4 separate regions of the Mus musculus genome follow, and regions 1, 3 and 4 are each linked to region 2. The links are chromatin contacts, called in public Hi-C and promoter capture Hi-C maps. All regions are on one chromosome and are shown on one strand. The core of a region is the stretch at or near the end of the contact, and the rest is flanking DNA. Distances in the headings are between cores, read along the strand shown.

Region 1 (4,793 bases), core at 699-3,198, 2.3 Mb after region 2:
TGGTTTTTAAAAAATGTGTGGAGGAAGATTTTTAAAAAATACAACCTAAACCCCAGAATCAATAGAAAAAATAATTTAAATTGGGCTGGAACTTTGTAAATCTCCATGGGGAAATAATCCTTAAAAGTAAAATATTAAGAACTATTTCTGGTTTACTCTCCAAATAGCATTATTTACTTTGTTTCCCACATCCATCTATAATTTCTTAAAACACGCCTATAGTGACATATCAGGGGAAACAAAGCGGCATTTTAAATCCTCTTATGAAGTATGAGAGTTAATGTTATGGTCAAATGCCTGAGTTAATAGATCCCTTAATAAGTAGCCAAATACTGTTAGTTGTATGTTTCTGAGAGATGAGCATTTGAGTTGGTGAACTCAGTAAGTGCCCACTTACTGGAATTTAGGGTCAGAAAGCTACACGTGGGACTTGCCATAAGTGGAAATTAGTGCAGTGGAAAACTTATTAAGAGTTATGATGGCCTAAGTCTAGCCTCAGTTCTGCTTCCTCAAGTGAAGGGTTCTCACTTCCTCAGTGTTGGTCCTTGCTTTATTTTCTCTTGAGGAAGCAATGTTTCTGCTATGCCTTACAGGTTAGGTGAGTCCCACAGTCCATGGCTGTTTTATCTTCCTGCTTTGATGTATTTGTTTTTTCATGGCTGCTGAAAGGAAGTACTACAAACTTTTGATTTCAAACAGAAACTTGAGTCTGGTGAGGTAACTTATATTCTTGTCTTTCAGGACACCTTAAAACTCTGAAAATTTCTGGCCATCCAGAGCTACAGGATGAGTTCCAGGACTGCTTCAGCTATAGAGTTGAGCCTTTATCTCAAATCATAAAGAATAATGAATGAGATGAAACAGAACTTTGTTATATTCAAGTTCTGGAGGCAAGAAACCCAAAAGCAATTTCACTGGCCCAAATCCAAGTGTTTTGGGGGCTGCTGAATAGGCTAGGAGAGATTTCCCTCCTTATCTCTTCCAGTTTCGAAGACTACTGACTTTATTTTTTTTAGTGACCTTACTGGAATCACTGCCTTCCGCTTATTGAGTCTACAGTCAATTGCATTTAGGGCCCATCCTAATAACCTAGGCTAAGTTCCATCTCAAAACCCTTAGCTTATTCCACATAGGCTCTGATACCACATAAAGTAGCATTTGCAGGCTACACGGGATTAAGTCCTGACATCTCAGTGGCCCATGATTTGACGTACTGTCCCTCAGAGTTATTCTAAGGAGCAAATCTGCTCGTGCACTTTTTAGGCTGAGTACAGCATCTGACAGAAAAGTCCTGCGGTCTCTAACAACGCCTACCCACAGGGCTGCTGCTGCGTTCGAACAAGGCTCGGGTATAAAATCTGTAGTTTCAAGAGGGTTAAAGGATTAAGTAAAAGCCCGGCAGTGGTGGCGCATGCCTTTAATCCCAGCACTAGGGAGGTACGGATCTCAAAAGTTCTCGGAGTTCAAAGCCAGCCTAGTCTATAGTGCGAGTTCCAGGACAGTCAAGGCGACAGAGAAACCTGTCTCAAAAAAGTAAAAAAATGTGGCCTGTTAACAGACCTTGCCATTAGTATTTGCATATTCTTCTTTGCAGGAAGTCTTGCATCCGTTTACCTTGCTTTTCAAATACCTCTGGGCGGACTTCTCTACCTGGAAGTCCTTCCCACCAATCTAGCGCTCCGCCTACCCAACTTGGCATCTTCCCTAGGGCTTTGGGAAGCATCCAGGCCTCTGAGGTCTGTTCTCACTCTTGCCTGTCAAAATAGAGATAATTCCACCCGATTACACCTATTTTCCAAACTTTTTGGTTATCGTCACAACAGAACTATGTTAAATAATCCAGAGAGAGGTGTTTTCCTATATTCGGCTGGAAAACGGATGTGCAAATGGTTGAATTTAGACAGGCATCACGTGAGACAGCCCAAGAGCGGAGCGTCGGGTCCTTCACTCTAGGGTCGCTGAGGCCCCGCATGTGGCGCAGGCGCAGTGTCCACGACTCGCCATGCCGACTGTCAGCGTAAAGCGAGACCTGCTCTTCCAAGCCCTGGGCCGGACCTACAGTGAGTGCCCGCCCCGTGGCTTGGGCTCGGTGCCTGGGGAAGTCTGCTCGCCCTGCAGAAGAACGTGCTGGCGGCGTTCATGCCGCTACGTGGGGTTTGGCCCGGCACGGCCAGAGTCCTCAGGGGCGCGCTGCTGGGCGAGGAGACTCGGCTGCGCTGAAGTAGCTTCTCGGAACCAGCTCCGCGGTGGCTCCGTTGCATCATCAGCGCGTGTCGGGCTCTCCGTGTCATTCATTTAGAGACCGAGCTCCAACTCCGTGCCCAGCACGGACTTTGGTGTCGGGACACAGACGAGGAAACGTACCCTGGGTTCCATCACAACTGTAGGCTGTGGAACCAGATTGACAGCGAAGGGGAGACGTTTAAGAAAGATGCGGGTCTCACTATGTAGCCCAGGCTGTTTTCGAACTGTCGGTCTTCTTGCCTCAGTTTCTGAGTGCTGGGATAACAAGCGTGTGCCACCAAGCCCGGCATTGGCTTTATTTTAGTGTTGACCAGGCTCCAGAAGTGTGTCAGGCAGTGTTTGGGAGTAGAGCTGTGCACATGACACATACATGAGAAAAATAACAAACCATGATGTTAGTAAAACGGTTTATTGGACATGCTAAATGTTTCTGGGAAAGGAAACCAGGTTTTGTGCAGGGGTAGCATTTGATAGTTAACATTGATTTGACCCCTAAATGGAATCACTTCTATGGGCTTAGCATTCATGACACACTTCCCTCTTTCTCAGTTCTAAAACTAAACCATTGTGGGGGGGGGGGGAAGGGAGGTAAATATTAGTCAAATTATCATTTCCAACACAGATGTAGTAAGTTGAAATGGTATCAGCCTCACCCTGTAGTTATCAGCTTCTATAAAGGTCAGAGCGAGTGTTTTATGAGAGCCTCCTTGTTTTTGAGTATTAGAGGCCAAAATTAGAGGACAAAATGGAGCAGGTTCATAACACCACAGTACTGATGTCGTACAAGTAAACTTTTAAGATTTTTTTTTCCTAAGGATGGACTTTAGATATTACTCACCCCCTGTGTTTGTCGGATTTTGTCGTTGTTCTTTTGGAGACAGAACCTTATTCTGAAGTCCAGGCTGACTCTAAACTTGTGGCAATCCTCCTGACTCAGTCTCCCAAGTGATACAATTATAGTTGTGACCAAGGCCTTAGAAACAGGAAATCGCTTTGCTTTTGGAATGTGGTTTTAATTTCCTAACCAGTTTCCCTTATATAGTAAGCTTATTAATATACCTCACTTGCCCTGTTACTCTAAATCATATTCTCTCTCCTGGTGGTCACTGTCTCTGAAGTTCATATGATGGTGTGTGGCAAGATGAACAACTTGGAATCAGTTCCTAGTCAGACCCTTATCTATGGAAAAGTACCAGATTGTCCAAATTTTAAAAGACAATGAGGCTTATGACCTGCTCGCAATCATCAGATAATGTTTTAATACATTCCCTGGCTGTTTCCTTTTCCTTCCACTTTAAAATGGTGAGTGATCCAACAAGCTTGGTTTCCCCACACCGACTGTGAACTGTAGGCTCTTTTGAAATTCTTTCATACCTATTGATGGTATTTAAGGTATACACCAGATGGGTTAGTACTAATCTTCATTGTTTCTCTTGCCTTCTTTCTTGAAATCTTTTTAAATGTCAGCTCAGTGGTGGTTGGAGTTGGAAAAGGCTATTCACCAGAACAGGTAGTTTCCAAATGAAGTGTGGGTGTCATTTGTTTTTTGTTTTTTTTTTTGTTTTTTTCCATTTTTGTTTGCCTCTTTCTCTTTTTTTGTGCTCTTACATGTCACCTTATTGAGCCCTCTAGGGCTGCTGCCCATCTGAACCCCACTGTCATTTCCAGCTGCCGTCACCTTCCATTTCTCTTGGCAGTTTTTGTTGCCCAGGGCATTTCCTTTCCCCTGTTGCCCTTGGCGCAGCTCTGTCTTCCTAATCCTCCTTGCGATTGCCTTTCTGTTCAGTTGTGTTCTTGTTACTTACTTTTTGTTTGTTCTTTGATATTCATTTTCTTGTGAACTGGTTTCTGATTGCTCTTCAGCCTGGGCCCTGTTCTAGCTTGGTACAGTAAGTACTGTCAGAGCCACCTGTGTGCCACACAGGTTTTTAGGTTTACCATTTTATTGTAGGGACTTATTCATGGTTTTACTTTTGCTTCTTTCTTTCATTTAAGTTTTAAAAATATAGCTTAAAGGAATAAGGAATAAGATTCAATATATTCTAGTAATGCATACAATTTGATTTATTGCCATTTGGCTGACAAGATTTTTGCATATTACAAAGTGAGTGTTTGCTACTTAGTTTCTGATGGTTAAGATTTGATATTTGGTGGTCCTGTATTTTACTCCAAGTTGCAGATCTGAAGTGGGGTCAAGAGCTCATTGGGGCTGGAGAATCTGCTTCTAAGTTGTTTCTTAAGTCATCACCATCTTTATTATTATTTAGACTTAAACCAATTTATATGTATTAGTGTTTTGCTTTGCATCAGATGCGTGTCTGGTGCCTGTGGAGGCCAGAAGAGGGCATCAGATGGCCTGGAACTTGAGTTACAGATGACTGTAAGCCACCACGTGGGTTCTGGGAATCAAACCTGGGTACTCTGCAGTAGTAACAAGTGTTCTCAATTGCTGAGCCATCTCTCCTCTGCTAAGTTTCCTTAAGCGGTTTCATTAAGCGGTTTTGTTTACCCACTGATGTTTTCCAGTTCCTTCTACCTTGGCTTTTGTT
Region 2 (4,814 bases), core at 1,402-3,901:
ACCCCCCGTGGCATGGGGCAAGTAGTACTGCCCACACTCAGGTTGGTCTCTTCACATCAAGTAACCTCATCTAGATAATTTCTCACAGACCTGCCTAGAGACTTGTTTCCATGGTGATTCCAAATCCCATCAAGCTGACAGTAAGACCATCACATACAATATTCAACATCTTTAAAAATTCTCTTATTTTAGAGATACAGAACCATACTGATTGTGTTCCTATAATGATATCTCTTAACATAAAAAAAAACATAAAAAGGTGAGACTGGAAGACAGTTCATTTATTAAGAGCACTGAGTCCTCTTTCAAAGGACAAGGGTTTGTTTTTCATTACCCATAAATATCTGTAACTCCAGTTCCAGTGTATATGATACCTTCTACTGGCTCCCAAGGGTACCAGGGACACACACACACACACACACACACACACACACACGTATATGTGTATGTGTACGTGTACATGTATATGTATTTGTATGTGTATATGTATATGTTTATATGCCACTCAGTAGCAACTCACAGTGTACCCACTGTGAAAGGGCTCTGACTCTGACAAGCAGTACAGAGCTCACTGAAGTTTCTGCTTCCAAAAGGCTCCGTTTCAAACAGAGTCACTAACTTGTAAAACATGACTGGAAATTTGCTAGGAAGAGGAGACAGACGGTGGTAAGCAGGATCCTGACTTCTACTCCCAGGTATCTGCAATTCCATGGGTGACTGTGACCTAGAAGTGTAAGCCAAGTAAGTCCTTTCCCCTTCAGGTTGATTTTGGCCAGAGTGTTTCAACACAGCAAAATAAGTTCAAACCTCAACTGTTGCTGTACCCAAGATGCACTCTAATACAAGTTCTACGTCCTCCTTCTCAGTTGATTCACAACATTATTGGGACATGGATAGAGGAAACACACACACACTCGTTCACAAATCCTTCCATACCAGCGGATGGTAGTGACCTCCCAGAGCTGGAGAGGGTAAAACTGGTGTCAAGAATAAAACTAAAAGTGATTTCCTGATACATGATGCAGTTGAAGACATGGTTGCATGTGCTATTCAGTGTATTGCTCTGCTCATGTTCAACTTGACACAACCGAGAGTCTCCTGGGAAGGAGGAATGACCCTCGGTTGGAGAACCGCCACTATCAAGTTGGCCTGTGGCCATATCTGTGAGAGATTGTCTTGATTGATGATTGATATAGGAAGGCTCAGCCCACTGTGGGCATCACTACCCCTGAGCATCAGGACCTTGACTGAGTAAGATAAGATGAACGGAACTGAAAGCACCCAGATCTAAGCACAATGCATCCTCTCTTCCTCAAGTTGATTTTAGCCAGAGTATTTCAACACAGCAAAATAAATTCAAACCTGAACTGTTGTACCCAAGACACACTATGACTCATGTTCTGTTACTACAGTCTTTGCTTCTAGACCATTTTTCTTTTCTTGCCATCCTCCTGCCTCAGCACTCAAGTCTTTGACTGCCTCAGACTTCCTGAGCCTTTGAGAGTCGTGCATAATCATGAGTTATTCAGTTATACTATACACCAGACAGTATTCTAAAACAGGGGGGGAAATGGTTACAGTTTGTCAAAAAGTTAAGACAGAGTCACACTGTGTGTAACCCAGATTTTCCTCAAAGAGAGCCTGTTAGCCTACTATGTGAGAAACACCAGGCACACCACAAGCTAAAAAAAATGTTTTTAACTTTAGAAAATCCAGAGGCCACAGATCCACAAAAAGGCCCTTAAGAAATCCAGAATGTCCACACAGCTCTCCCAGGAGCCTTGGTCTTTCACCCACCCACACTGGGCAGAGAACCACCCTGCATGTGACTCCAGATAAGAATTTTAGAATACTTTAATCAGATAGCTCGAGGCAAGGGTGGGGGGGGATTTGATAAGAAAGCAGAAAAATAGACTAAGAACCACCCACCCTGTCCTACTCACCCTACCCTGTAACCCAACAGCAGTTCTTATTCATCCTAATTTCCACCCTGAAATCCCTTACATTACCCAGATAGACACTAGATTTTAATTCAAATTAGTATGCAAAGTTAAGGAGGCATTTGGTAAACCATCCTATATGGTCTTATTTACAAGAGCAGTGTAGCTGGTATAGAGTAGGGACGCAGTTGAGGAAAAATTGGCGGAAGGTGTGAATTCACACCGACTATCCCAAGACCAAGTAAGGAATCTGGGTCCCCTAGAGACTTCAAAGTAAGGGGCCCAGCCACCAGAGGGATCCTTACTTAATAAAACCTCTGACCCACCTCCAAGGGTGCACAGGATACCTAAGATCAACCCTTCTCCACTTCCTAACCTCAGAATGTAGGTCTGATCCTCAAAAAAACGCCAAATCCCCAACCCTCTATGAGCATCGGATTGAGAATAGGGCGGTAAGCAGGTCCCAGCAGAGGCAGCCCGGCATCAGTACCGAGTCGCGGGTGGGCGGCGCGGGTGGAGCCACCCCCACGCGCGTCCCGCTGCAGATGCGCCCTAGCCAGGCAGAGTTGGCCGCGCCGCCCGAGAGGCGCAGAGTTTGCAAAGTCGCCGCGGAGCTTGAGCGGGAGCGAAGGGGGTGGGCAGAGTGGGGGTGCGCGCGAGAAAAACCCGCCTCTTGTGAGTTGAGCGGGGAAGAGGGGGGGAAAGGCTCTGAGTTCCGCTTCCTGAACGGCGGGTGGGTAGAACAGGCTGGCGCGGCCAGGGGACCGGCGGGACACACTCGCTCCGGGGCCGAGGCGCGAGCGGCACGGCCCGCGATGGCCGGGGAGCGGACCCGCAGGTTCACCCGGAGCCTGCTGAGACCGGGACAGGCGGCCGAGCTCCGGCACAGCGCCGCGTCTGCCGCCGCGGTGGCCGTCAGCAGCCGTCAGCAGCAGCGGGTGAGTGCCCTGCGTCCCTCGCGCCACGGCGGGGCTTGCCCAGGGACCCCAGACAGGCCTTGTCGCCAGCCCTGTGAGCCCCTGCACGGGAGCTAGCTTGTCCTCCACCCCGAATTCGCTCCCCCACAGAGCGACCCCGGAGTCACCTCCTCCAAGCAGTGTCACCAAAGAATTAAGGACCAGAGGCGCATTGGGGGACTTTAGGAACGCGGGACGCTTAGATGAGCAGCTGCGTGGGAGAGCGTGTGCCTACGTTTTAAGGGGGGTGGAGGAGGCGGGAATGCATCCAGTCTGGCTCAAGGTGACAGGGTGACAGGGACCTGGGGCGGCGGGTGGGGGCGGGATAAAGGGGTGGGGGGAGCTAAATGGATGGAACCTGTAGATCCACAAGTCTGCGCGCCCCTCTCCTCCCCGTGGAACCTAGAAAAGATGTAGTGAGCTAGCTCTTCAGCCAGACCAAAGCTGAAACCCCCACCTTCTATCTAGTGAGGAAAATCTGCAATTTGCACAGATCTCCCTCCCCCCACAGGCTGGAACCCAACCAGCCACTTTATACTGTTGCAGAAAGAGCTGGGGGAAACTGGGATGAAGGGGACGTGGGTTATTAAGTAGCCAGTGGCTTCTGGTGTGTTTTGAAGCGATTTCACGGGAATCTCCTTCCAGAAGGTTTCCCCTGGTTACTTCCTTGTCGAAATGCCTTCTAAGTATTGGGTGATTTCCGCGGGAAGTCCCTGAGGCAAAAGCCAGCATCAGGTGCCCAAATCATACCCGTGCATCACGAGATATTCATAAATTCCAGTAGGTGTCACACTAAGGGATGAAAGCAGCAAGCAGGGAGCGCACATCAACTGTGGTAGAAATGGGTAGCCCGTAGGGAGTAGCCTTCCAGCAAGAGTGGGGCTCAGCCACGGAGCTCTTGGCCTGACTTTGTTGGACCAGAATCCTCGTTGTGGGTTTCATTTTCCTTTTTTTTGCCAGTAAATACCATTAGGAATTAAACAACCCTATTTAAGAGTGTCAAAGTGTTGCCTTTGCCAGTCACCGAAGAGGAGGGAGCCAGATCTGGTCAGAGCCAGTTCCCACAGCCAGAAGCCTCTCTTAAAGCCAGAGGTCGGGAAGCTGAACAGAGCGGAAGCAAATTGCCTGGCAGAGGGACCAGAGCAGCAAATGCACAGAGGGTGGGGGGTGGGGGTGGGGGATGGGGAAGCCTGGAGTGTGAAAAGAACTGGTAGCCAGGCTGCCCTTTCCTTCCCTTTCCCTCACCACTGGCTGCAATATGCAGCTGCCAGAGACAATTCAACTGTTACCTAATCCCTTGACAGTGCCAGCCTGTGGTTTTGATATCTGTATGCATATTTTTAAGGAAGAACAGACAAACTGTCAAAAACGGGCCATTCTGAAAAGCGGGTGGAGCTATTACAGAATCAGACACACATAAGACAGTAATTTTACCTTGTAAAGCAGTGGTTCTCAACCTCTGAGTCTTGACCCTTTGGGGTTCAAAGGACCCCCCTTCCACAGGGGTTGCCTGAGACCTTTGGGAAACACAGTTACCTGACAATTCATAAAAGTAGCAAAATTCCAGATATGAAGTAGTAACAAAAGTAACTTTCTGGTTGGGGGTGGAGGAGTCACCACAACTTGAGGAACTGTATCAAAGGGTCTCAAGATGAGGAAGGTTGAGAACACTGTCTTAGGGGATTCCTTAGGTTTGTGCTTTTGTTATTCTGTCATTTGCTTTATGTTAAAATTGCTTTGCCATTAATTCATTTTAGGGACTCTTTGTAAAAACATAACAAGGTTTAGCATCCACCTCGAAGCAATAGCATGGCTTCTTTTATTTGTGTCTTGTTTTGCAGTGGATTCTCATAACGTTTCTGCAGCAATGGAATTTTTATAAATATTATGTATCCCTTCTAAACACACACACACACAC
Region 3 (4,505 bases), core at 1,428-3,927, 2.1 Mb after region 2:
AGAGCAGGGACTTTTAAGCACATCTTTGCACTTATTCTAAACAGTATACACAAAGGACAATACTTGCATACAGCTGGTATCCAATAAAAGTATTACAATTAGTTATATTACCTTTTGAAGTGTTTGAATAGATATCTATATCCCAATTCATGCATGGTTTTCTTGCTTCCTAAGAACTGAAAGATGTTTATTTAGTTTTTGGTTTTTTTGAGGCAGGGTCTAATTACGTCCTGGAATTACATAAAACAGGCTGGCCTCAAACCTACCTGCCTCTGCCTCCTAGGTGCTGGGATAAAAGGTGAGCCACCAAACCCAGCTTAGAGCTGAAATTTTTATGTTAAGTTACTGAGTAAAATATAAGCTACAATGAATACTTTAAAAAATTATGATGCTTACTGTAAATCAGAAAAGCCTATCACTGAGGGGTAAGTGGGGTGAGGTGGGTGTTGTGAGGTGGGGACGTCTAAATCACACCTTCAAATCCACATCCATATAAAAGATTGCTGCTTCTGAGCTTTAAGCACTCTAAAGGCGGGCCTGGGAATACTCCCTACCTATCTCATTCAGATACTCCACAATTTGAACTGAGATAACAATCTGGTGGGAAATATATTAAAATAAAAAAATATATTATTATAGTTGCTCAAAAAGCTCTGAAGCGCTTGTCCTATGTACATTTAATTTCAGCCTCAGAGCACAAATTGGACATCTAGGAAAAAAATCTCACATAATCCGTTCTTAAAAAGCAGCTCCCTGGATTTCCATGTAAATCATAATGCTTGTTAGAATCTTCAATCATCCAATACTTCACCTTTATTGCATGTAACATAGGTTGCAATCACCCATTTATCTACAAAATCCTTGGCATGTAGTCTAATCCCAGCCTGAGGGCACAGGGACAGATCAACCTATCCCTGTTATATCTCCCAGCACCTGCTAAGATGCCTGACATGACTCAATGAGAAGGCTCTCCGTGAACAATTAACTGAATCAGGAAGGCGCTAGTGTTATTCCCACACACAGTGTCCTTCAGTGTGTCCTTCTTTCTTTGCTTTCTCCAAGGAGGACATCTTGGGACTCACAGGGTACCAGTCACTCGGCCCAAATGTCCTACAAATCCAGTAACTGGACTCCAAAGATACCAGGTGACCCTCTCCTGTGGCCACACTGGAGTCAAGGCACTTTATGACAGAAGAATCAGAGCCTAAGTTAGAAAATACAATCAGCCTTCAACTCTACATGTGAGGGGTGCTCAGGGAGACACCAGAAAACGCACTCTCAAGTCCCAACACTTCCCTCTCTGTAATAAGCTTTGCATGCACTTCTAGGGGCAACTCAGCAGCACCCTTCAACAACACTCAGAGCCAAAGTGCGCATACAAAACAGCCTAAAACAAACAGGAAAAACAAAAACACCAAACTACAGCTCTGCAGAACCCCTAAGACCCAAAAGAACCTAGAAACCCAAAGCCACGGAAACCATTCAAACACCAACAGAGGGCTGTTGCTACTAAAGCCATCAGAGATTTGTTCTAGATTCAGACAGGCCCTCCTGGGGCTCAAGCTTCTCCTAGTAGCTCAGATCTGGGCTAAGTTAACGTGTCCACAGTGCAGGCTCTCTCGCTGTAAAACTGAGAATGTGCGACCGTCCCGGTGGACTAACAATGTAAACATAGCCATGCACAAAGTTCTTGGTGTGTGGCCTTTAAAAAAAGCTCAGTAAATGCCAGCTCTGTCATTCTAGGCAGTTATCAATCCCCCCTCTCTAGTTTCCACTGGATTCCCAAAAACTGTCCTGCCCTTTCTAAGTTGAGGGGCTCTATGTACAAGTGATCGGAATACCTGTTCTAGAACCAGAACGGACCATACAGTTGGATCTTCATCTGTGAAATCCCATCACGGGGATCACAAGTGACCCCCGGGGCTGCCTATGTATGCATCTCATGACTGACTCGTCCGAGACTAAAACGCACTTAGGAGGAGACACCAGAGGTTCCCCACGCCATTCCCACCGCCCGCACCCGCATTTCCTGTCCCACACCCGCAGTTTTCAGGGACCCTCTGGGCGCTGGTACCTCCCACGGACGCCGCGCGGCCGCGTGGAGCGGGACGACCCCACCCACGTGCCCGCGCCCGCGGAGGAGGCCGCGGTGCATCCTTCCTCCCGCGCCCGCAGCTCCACGCCGGCGGTTTCCCCGAATCCGCGAGGACGCCCTACTCGCCACTCACCCTCCACCAACCCCCGTTTCCCCGACCCTCGCCACGGCCCAGCACCCCGCGGCCCAGGAGTCCCCTCAGGCACCGGCGAGCGGCATGCACGCTCGCCGAGTGGGAGGAGGGAGGCCTGGCCGCCATCCCGCGACCCTCATCGCCTCACAACGGGCGCTGCGCGCACTCACCGCGGGCTCCGACCCACGCAGGCCTGGCTGCTCCTCAGAGCGGCTCCTGCCCAGCGCCACCTCCTCAGGACCCTGACGCAGCTGCTGGGGCCGCCCTGCGAGACGGGGACGACCGCCTGCTGCCGGCTCAGCCTCCCGCTCTGCCGCCGCCTCCTCGTCCGAGCCCGCGACCGCGGCCACAACCGCAGCGACGTTTCCCGGGCGCCGGCTGAGCAGCGTCTGTTGAGCCGCAGTCCTGGACGCGCACCCCGGGCTGGCGCTCGTTGCATATGCAAAGAGACCGCCGCCCATTGGCCCGCGGGCGGTGGCGCGTGCGGGGCTCGGCCTATCAAATGCCGGCCTGGGGAGCGCGGTGCTGGCGGCAGGGGCGGGGCGAGGTTACTATGGGTCATTCTGCGGAGCCGCCGACGGCTGGACCCGACTGGGGCCCTCGCAGGGCGGGGATTGAGCCCTTGGGGAGGGGAGCGGCGGGACGGACCCGCAGCTACAGCAGCTGCAGAGGGGAGCTGGGCAGGGGGCGCAGGGCGGGAAGACCTGAGGCGTCCAGGGTGCCCCCGCTGAGAACTGCAAAACCCGCCTTCACTGCTGCGATGCATAAATCTCAATATAAACGAAGAAATAACCTGCTTGTTTTTTTTTTTCCCCATTCTTCTCAGGACTGGGTTCGTTATCCTAGTTTGAACACGGATTTCTAGCAAATCTTGCAAAGAGAAAAAAAAAAAAATGACGTTTGAAAATGCTTGTGAAGGGGAAAGCTCAAAGCATGCCCTGTATTATTTCTCTTGCATGGGCTTCGTTTAATGCAGCGTGTATCCCGTTTACTCGTAAATCTTCGCATACCCACATTTCATGTTTGCAAAGGATGAAACTTTACTCAAAAATAATCTTTTATCAGCCGGGCGTGGTGGCGCACACCTCTAATCCCAGCACTCAGGAGGCAGAGGCAGGCGGATTTCTGAGTTCGAGGCCAGCCTGGTCTACAAAGTGAGTTCCAGGACAGCCAGGGATATACAGAGAAACCCTGTCTCGGAAAAAAAAAAAAAAAAAAAGCTTTATGAATCTTTATGACTGTGTGTGTTGTTTAGTTTGCCATTGTATAGATCCTCTTGGACACTACATCAGGATATAGGCATTTATTTTACAACTGCCTCCCCCCACTCAAAACATTCACCCAGCAAAACACAAATGACTAAATCAGCCACTGGAGTGTAATATTAGAAAGAGACTGTTCGTAGCAGAGTTGTTTTTTCTTAACCTAACCTATTATTTAGTTGGTCTGTGAACTTTTCTTTAAGTAGGTGAAAGGTCGAGTTGCTGTGCTAGCCTCAAGCTAAGGCAGAAAGAGGCTCACTTCCCAGGACAATCTTAAAAACTCCGAGGAGGCTGCCAGGACTTGAGCTAGGTGGAGCCATGATACACTCTACAAAGCCAGCTCACTCACTCACCTTGGGCCCCTAGCCAGTCTAATTGCCTGAAAGAACAGATAGTGTTTGACTCAAGCAGCCTGCTCCTACTAGGAATTTCACATTTCCCAAGGAAACCCTGCCAATAAAAGGAATGCAGAATTTCCAGTCTACAGAGGGATGAAGATGTGTACCTCAGAAGTGGTCATTCAGAACTGCAAACCTTGAGAAAAACTAAGCAACTTCAAGACAGCAAAACTAATAGTGAACCTTCCTCCCCAGTTAACAAACATAAAACACATGTGTAGAATTCCAGGGACATCTTTCTTCGTTATCTCTTTATAGGCTAAACAATATTTTATGGGCATGTATTTACATTTAACAGAAAATACTCTTGAGATTCAAATACTGAATTGGAATATTGTCTGCTGTTTAATACTAGTTAAACAGAAATTATTGTGCTTCTGTTCACTAGGCTTCTTTGTATGGTTGTTTAGTTCTTTGTGGGAGAGTGGGAGCCAAGATCTCATGTAGCTCAGACAGGCCTGGATTTTACTATGTAGATCAGGGTGGCCTAGAATTCACAGTGATTCTAGGATTACAGGTGTGATACACCTCTTTAGGCTTTGTTTACACCTGGAAACTCGTGCTTACACTAAGCCCACAGGCTAACCTTAAACTCCAGACAATCTTCCAACCTCACC
Region 4 (4,841 bases), core at 1,071-3,570, 2.1 Mb before region 2:
ATATTAAAAGTAAAGTATACGAGGCTGGAGAGATGGCTCAGTGGTCAAGAGCACTGGCTGCTCTTGTAGAGGTCTTGAGTTCAATTCCGATGACCCACATGGCAGCTTGCAACTGTCTGTAACTCCAGTTCCTGGGGATCTGACACCCTCACGCAGATATACATGCAGGCAAAACAATGCACATTAAAAATGAAAATAATTTTTTTAAAGGGCTGGAGCTAGCTCAGCAGTCACTGGCTGCTCTTCCAGAGATTCTGAGTTCAATTCCCAGCAATCACATGGTGGCTCACAACCATCTGTAATGAGATCTGATGCCCTCTTCTGGTGTGTCTGAAGACAGTGACAGTGTACTCATATACATATAAATAAATAAATCTTTTTTTAAGAGTAAATAAAGTACACTTTAAATAAATTGAACTATTAGCTTCACCAAAGTTGCCTAACATAAGTGACTTTAACATCCTAATTTTCATTTATAAATGAAAGCCATTAACCACACATGCAGCTGTGGAAAATTCAGAGTGTTTCCTAACTATAACCCTGAAAGTAACCTCTAGGACCCTCTTACCGAACTACTCCAAAGCTGAACACAGAACCCAGACACTGGTCTTTCTTACGTATATCCACTGTCTCCATTAGAATGTAAATGCTGAGACAAGGCATTTATTTATCACCACACCCTAACTAAAGCTCATCCAAAAACTGAATAGGAACCACCCAAAATAATGTTATACTCATGAAGAACCAAAGATGCCTCCTTGCCCAAATTCAAAATGGAAGGGTGTCTGGGGGAATAGTGAATTATTGGCCATGTCAACATCCTTCAACTTTTTACAAAATTTCCTACGTGTTATGTACATTGCTATTAATATAATAAAAAATTTTGGGAGGGCCCAGGAAAAGGTTCAGCCTGTAAAAGTGAACCCAGGTATACAAAACATGCACACGTGTCCCCACACTGCGACATGCACGGTAATATTTTTTAAGACCCAAGGAATATTAACTACCAGATCATTAAAAATGCATTGAATTCAAGATAACCAGAAAATAATTGCATCTAATCAGTTCCAGAGTCACCTGCAACCTTTCCAAGTGAAATTTCACAAGAACAAAAATTCCCATCACAACACAGCTTAAACAGAGAGGCCTAGACATGCCATCTGAGTAATTTCAGGCGGTCACCTCCATCTCCTTTCTCAATATTGTCTTCCCAGTCCCCATTTCTCCAGACAGATAGGACACTTGGGTTCTGATACAGAAATCTCATCGAGCTCCATCCTTATTTTGAAGCGCACAACTCCTGATTACCCTTTTCCAGTAAAACTTTCCCCAACTGAGGACACTTGGAGCCATGCAGCCACAACCCTCGTGCTTTTGCTGCCTCCCCGCCTCACGTAATTAATCCTCTAGGGAGAACTTTTCTCCTGGGATTCACACCTCAGCCATCAAGACCTATTAACGCCCCCCGCCCGCCCCCAACACGCCCCAGCTACCTGAGTGCTGTGGACCGGAGGAAGATCCCCAGCTTTCTGCGTCCCTGCTCTCACCCTCCCCACCAGCTCCGCGGCACCGAGCAGAGGCCGGGCCCCCCAACCACGGAGCTGCGGGTCGCACAAAGGCCCCGCACCGCCCTCCCGGGGATGCTCCCCGCCTGCGCCCCCCGAGGCGCGGCCACGCCCGCTGAGCGGCGGGAAGCCGGGATGCTCCGCCGGGCCGGCCGCTGGCTGACCCCGACCCCACCCACGCCCCACCCACGCCGGCCACCCCAAGGCTGGACCCTCGCCCGGCCAAAGAGCAAGAGCATCTCCGGCCCCCAAGGCCTAGGCTGGCCGCATCCCCAACGGGCCCCGCCGCCACGGCCCGGTACCCACGACCCCCGTCCGCACTCACAGGCTGCCGGAGCAGGAGGTGCACACGAACGAGCCGACCGTCATGTTCACGTAGGTGGGGCCGCGCTGGTCGCAGTCGAAACACTTGCGGTTGTGCGGCAGCCCCGTCATGTCCCGCAGCATCTTCAGGTGCTTCTCCTCCTGCTTCCGCTTCGCGCTGGCCGCCATGGCCGCGGCTCCGACCGAGGAGGCCGGCAGGGCCGGGAGCCGGCGGCGCTGCCGGGGCCCCGCGCTCCCTTCCCACGGGCCGCCCTGGCCGCCGCCGCCTCCGCCCTCGCGGACTCCGGTCTCGGCCTCCGCTCGGCTCCGCCGGGCAGGACAAGGCGAGGAAGCTGCGCAGCACGCGCCGACCGGTCACACCAACCGGCCGGGCGGGACAACCGCCACCGCCGCCGCTGCCACCTTCCCGACTTCTCCTAAGGGGGAAAGACGAGGTGGGGGGCGGGGGGAGCGGCAAGAGGAGACCGGCCTCGGGCAGCCGGGGGCCAAGTGCAGGCTGGCGCCCTCTGCTGGCCGGGAGGAGTCACTGCGGCCACGCTGCGGCAAGGGTCGGAGCTGGGCGGGGTAGAGAAGACACAATGGTGTCAATAAATTACAGCCCTTATCCGCTGGGTGCCTGTACGTGCAAAGAGCTTCGTGTAAGCAGGCTATCTTCCTCCAGGCAGAAATGTTCCCGGCAGCTTCCCGCTGCTTTAGGAGACACTCCAAATTCTTCCCTTACAGAATCTAGCCTAGTCGCCTTCTTCCAAGTCATCCCCATTCACTCCGCTACTCTAGACTTAAATTTGTATGGTGCACTGGGATAAATTTACGACGGTATTTACCTGCCGAAGCCAGAGTTCCAACATAGTCCAACTGCAACACCCACCTTTTGAGGCTGCAGGAAATCACTGCTAGCCCCTAAGACACTGGTTCGGGTGGGGGTGGGGGTGTTGAACAACCCTCTCAGAGGGGTCACCTAAGACCATCGGGGAACACAATTTACATTACTATTCATAACAGTAGCAAAATTACAGGTATGGAGTACCAATGGAAATAATTTTGTGGTGGGGGGTCACCACAACGTGAGGAACTGTATTAAAGGGTCGCAGCAGCATTAGGAAGGTAGAGAACTCCTGCGGTAAGGTATGAGAAACCATCTGTACCTTCATTTCTCAAAGGAGTGTGGGGAGGCTCAAAAACTGAGTTACCGAATACTGTCCCAGCCCCCACTGCAAATGGAGTAGTTTTCACAAGAGGAGAATTCAAGTTTCCTAGCTGAAAATGCTGAGTCAGCCCCGGGGAACCATCGGGTTAACTTAACATTATTATAATAGTAAATGGCATTATTATTAAAGGGGGGCAGATAGGATGGCTAGTGTTTCTGAACTGTTTCCTACATGAGAAATTTAACTATCCCTAGGATCCAGAGTTCATCTTCAACAACTATCAGCTCATGTCTCTTCTTGCTTTATTGATCCCCTTGCCCAATATCATATTTATCTTAAAATAAACCCACTTATTACTAATATATATATATATATATTTCAGGACTGAGACTGTAGCTCAAAGGCAGAGTGGTTACTATGTATAGGCAGGCCCTGGTTTTATCCCTAGCCCAAGAAAAGTAAAAACTCCCTCTTCCTCTCCCCCTTTTCCTTCCCCCCTCCCTCCCCCTCCCTCTCTCTCTCTCTCTCTCTCTCTCTCTCTCTCTCTCTCTCTCTCTCTCATCTCTCCTTTTCTTTCCTCCCCTCCCTCTCATGTAACTACAGTACAGCTAGCATACAGAGAAAGTTAGGACTAATTCTTTGACAGTCATCAAATGTCCTGCCGCTGTTGAAGTTAGTGCTCAGATCATTATTTTTTTTTAATTACTACTTTCCCTTGACCGGTTAGTGTACAACTGTAGTCAGGTATTGACAGTCCAAGAATGGGGTCCCATGAAGAGATTTCTGAGTGCTTGTGAGAAAACTCCAAGTAACTTGTCCTTGGGGATACATTTTCCATTCTCCTTCCAGGTGTAGCAGATAGAACTGAGTTTACTTCACATGGCTCATTGTTATCTGTTCCTGTGCCTCCGTGGAAACGTGTGTTCTCACCTCTCCAGCTTGCCCTCCAAGTGCTGCTTGCCCTGTGACTGTACGCTTAAGTCACGTGACTCCTCTTAACCCTCAGAGTATAAATTGTCAGATGCTCCAAATAAAGTTGGCTCTGTGTGAGACTTTAGCCTACTTCATGTATCAGCTCCATTCTCTCAGACCCTAGAATCTCTCAGCCTCTAGAGCGGGGGAACCAGGTGGTATGTCTCCTGCCGTCTCTCTCTGCTCACACTCTCTCCTCTCATTGTGACATTTAGCATATCCCCGTCCTCTCCATCGTCTACAAATACGAGGTTAAGTCTAGTTTATTTGTATCTGGTTCAGTTTGGGCAATAGCATGTTTTTCCATTGGGAGGCACATCACAGGGGTGTTGTCGTGATGTTAGCAGTCATTGACAGTGATATTCTGGTTCTGTCATATCCAATTCTTTATTATTTTAGCTGAAATATTTCCATTAAAATAGACCAAAAAAAAAAAAAATGGGTTGGAGAGATGGCTCAGCAGTTAAAAGTACTGGCTGCTCTTCCAGAGGTCCTGAGTTCAATTCCCAGCAGCCACATGATAGCTCACAACCATCTGTAATGGAATCTGATGTCCTCTTTTGGTGTGTCTGAAGACAGCTACAGTATATTCATATAAATAAATGAATCTAAAAAAAAAAGTAGACAAAAAAGCAAACCTGACGTGGTCCCTTTAACACTAGCACTCAGGAGGCAGAAGCAGATGGGACTCTGTGAAGTCAAGACCAGCCCAGTTTACACATACAGCACGTTCCAGGCCAGCAGGGACTACGTGGTAAGAAGCTGCATCAGTGAGTCAATCAACCAACCAACCAATCAGAAGACCATACCCGCATCTACTAAGTATGCATCA

The links. Promoter capture Hi-C pulls out the DNA fragments that hold promoters and counts their contacts. Hi-C and Micro-C count contacts between places; a contact is called where the count stands out from the background.
Region 1: a promoter capture Hi-C map of pre-B cells shows a contact between it and region 2. The contact joins the promoter of Farsb here to the promoter of Dock10 in region 2. A contact is called at or near these places in 2 of 39 promoter capture datasets (the HPC-7 cell line and pre-B cells), 1 of 484 Hi-C or Micro-C datasets (B cells) and 1 of 115 datasets of contacts at active chromatin or transcription factors (thymic regulatory T cells).
Region 3: a promoter capture Hi-C map of pre-B cells shows a contact between it and region 2, with 3 times the contacts expected there. The contact joins the promoter of Utp14b here to the promoter of Dock10 in region 2. A contact is called at or near these places in 3 of 39 promoter capture datasets (the C10 cell line, the HPC-7 cell line and pre-B cells).
Region 4: a contact with region 2 is called in a Hi-C map of Th1 cells, with 4 times the contacts expected there. The contact joins the promoter of Agfg1 here to the promoter of Dock10 in region 2. A contact is called at or near these places in 1 of 39 promoter capture datasets (pre-B cells), 3 of 484 Hi-C or Micro-C datasets (B cells, CD4 T cells and Th1 cells) and 2 of 115 datasets of contacts at active chromatin or transcription factors (pro-B cells and thymic regulatory T cells).

The regions. Positions count from the first base shown.
Region 1 is chr1:78,486,052-78,490,844 of GRCm38.p6, reverse strand. It overlaps Farsb (phenylalanyl-tRNA synthetase, beta subunit), which reads left to right and starts at 1,948. Exons shown (of 17, transcript NM_011811.4): 1 at 1,948-2,060. The coding sequence starts at 2,003.
Region 2 is chr1:80,756,390-80,761,203 of GRCm38.p6, reverse strand. It overlaps Dock10 (dedicator of cytokinesis 10), which reads left to right and starts at 2,651. Exons shown (of 56, transcript NM_175291.4): 1 at 2,651-2,878. The coding sequence starts at 2,756.
Region 3 is chr1:78,655,997-78,660,501 of GRCm38.p6, reverse strand. It overlaps Utp14b (UTP14B small subunit processome component), which reads right to left and starts at 2,677. Exons shown (of 3, transcript NM_001001981.3): 1 at 2,399-2,677. It overlaps Acsl3 (acyl-CoA synthetase long-chain family member 3), which reads right to left and starts at 2,677. Exons shown (of 15, transcript NM_001033606.2): 1 at 2,399-2,677.
Region 4 is chr1:82,836,939-82,841,779 of GRCm38.p6, reverse strand. It overlaps Agfg1 (ArfGAP with FG repeats 1), which reads right to left and starts at 2,320. Exons shown (of 13, transcript NM_001368850.1): 1 at 1,891-2,320. The coding sequence starts at 2,057.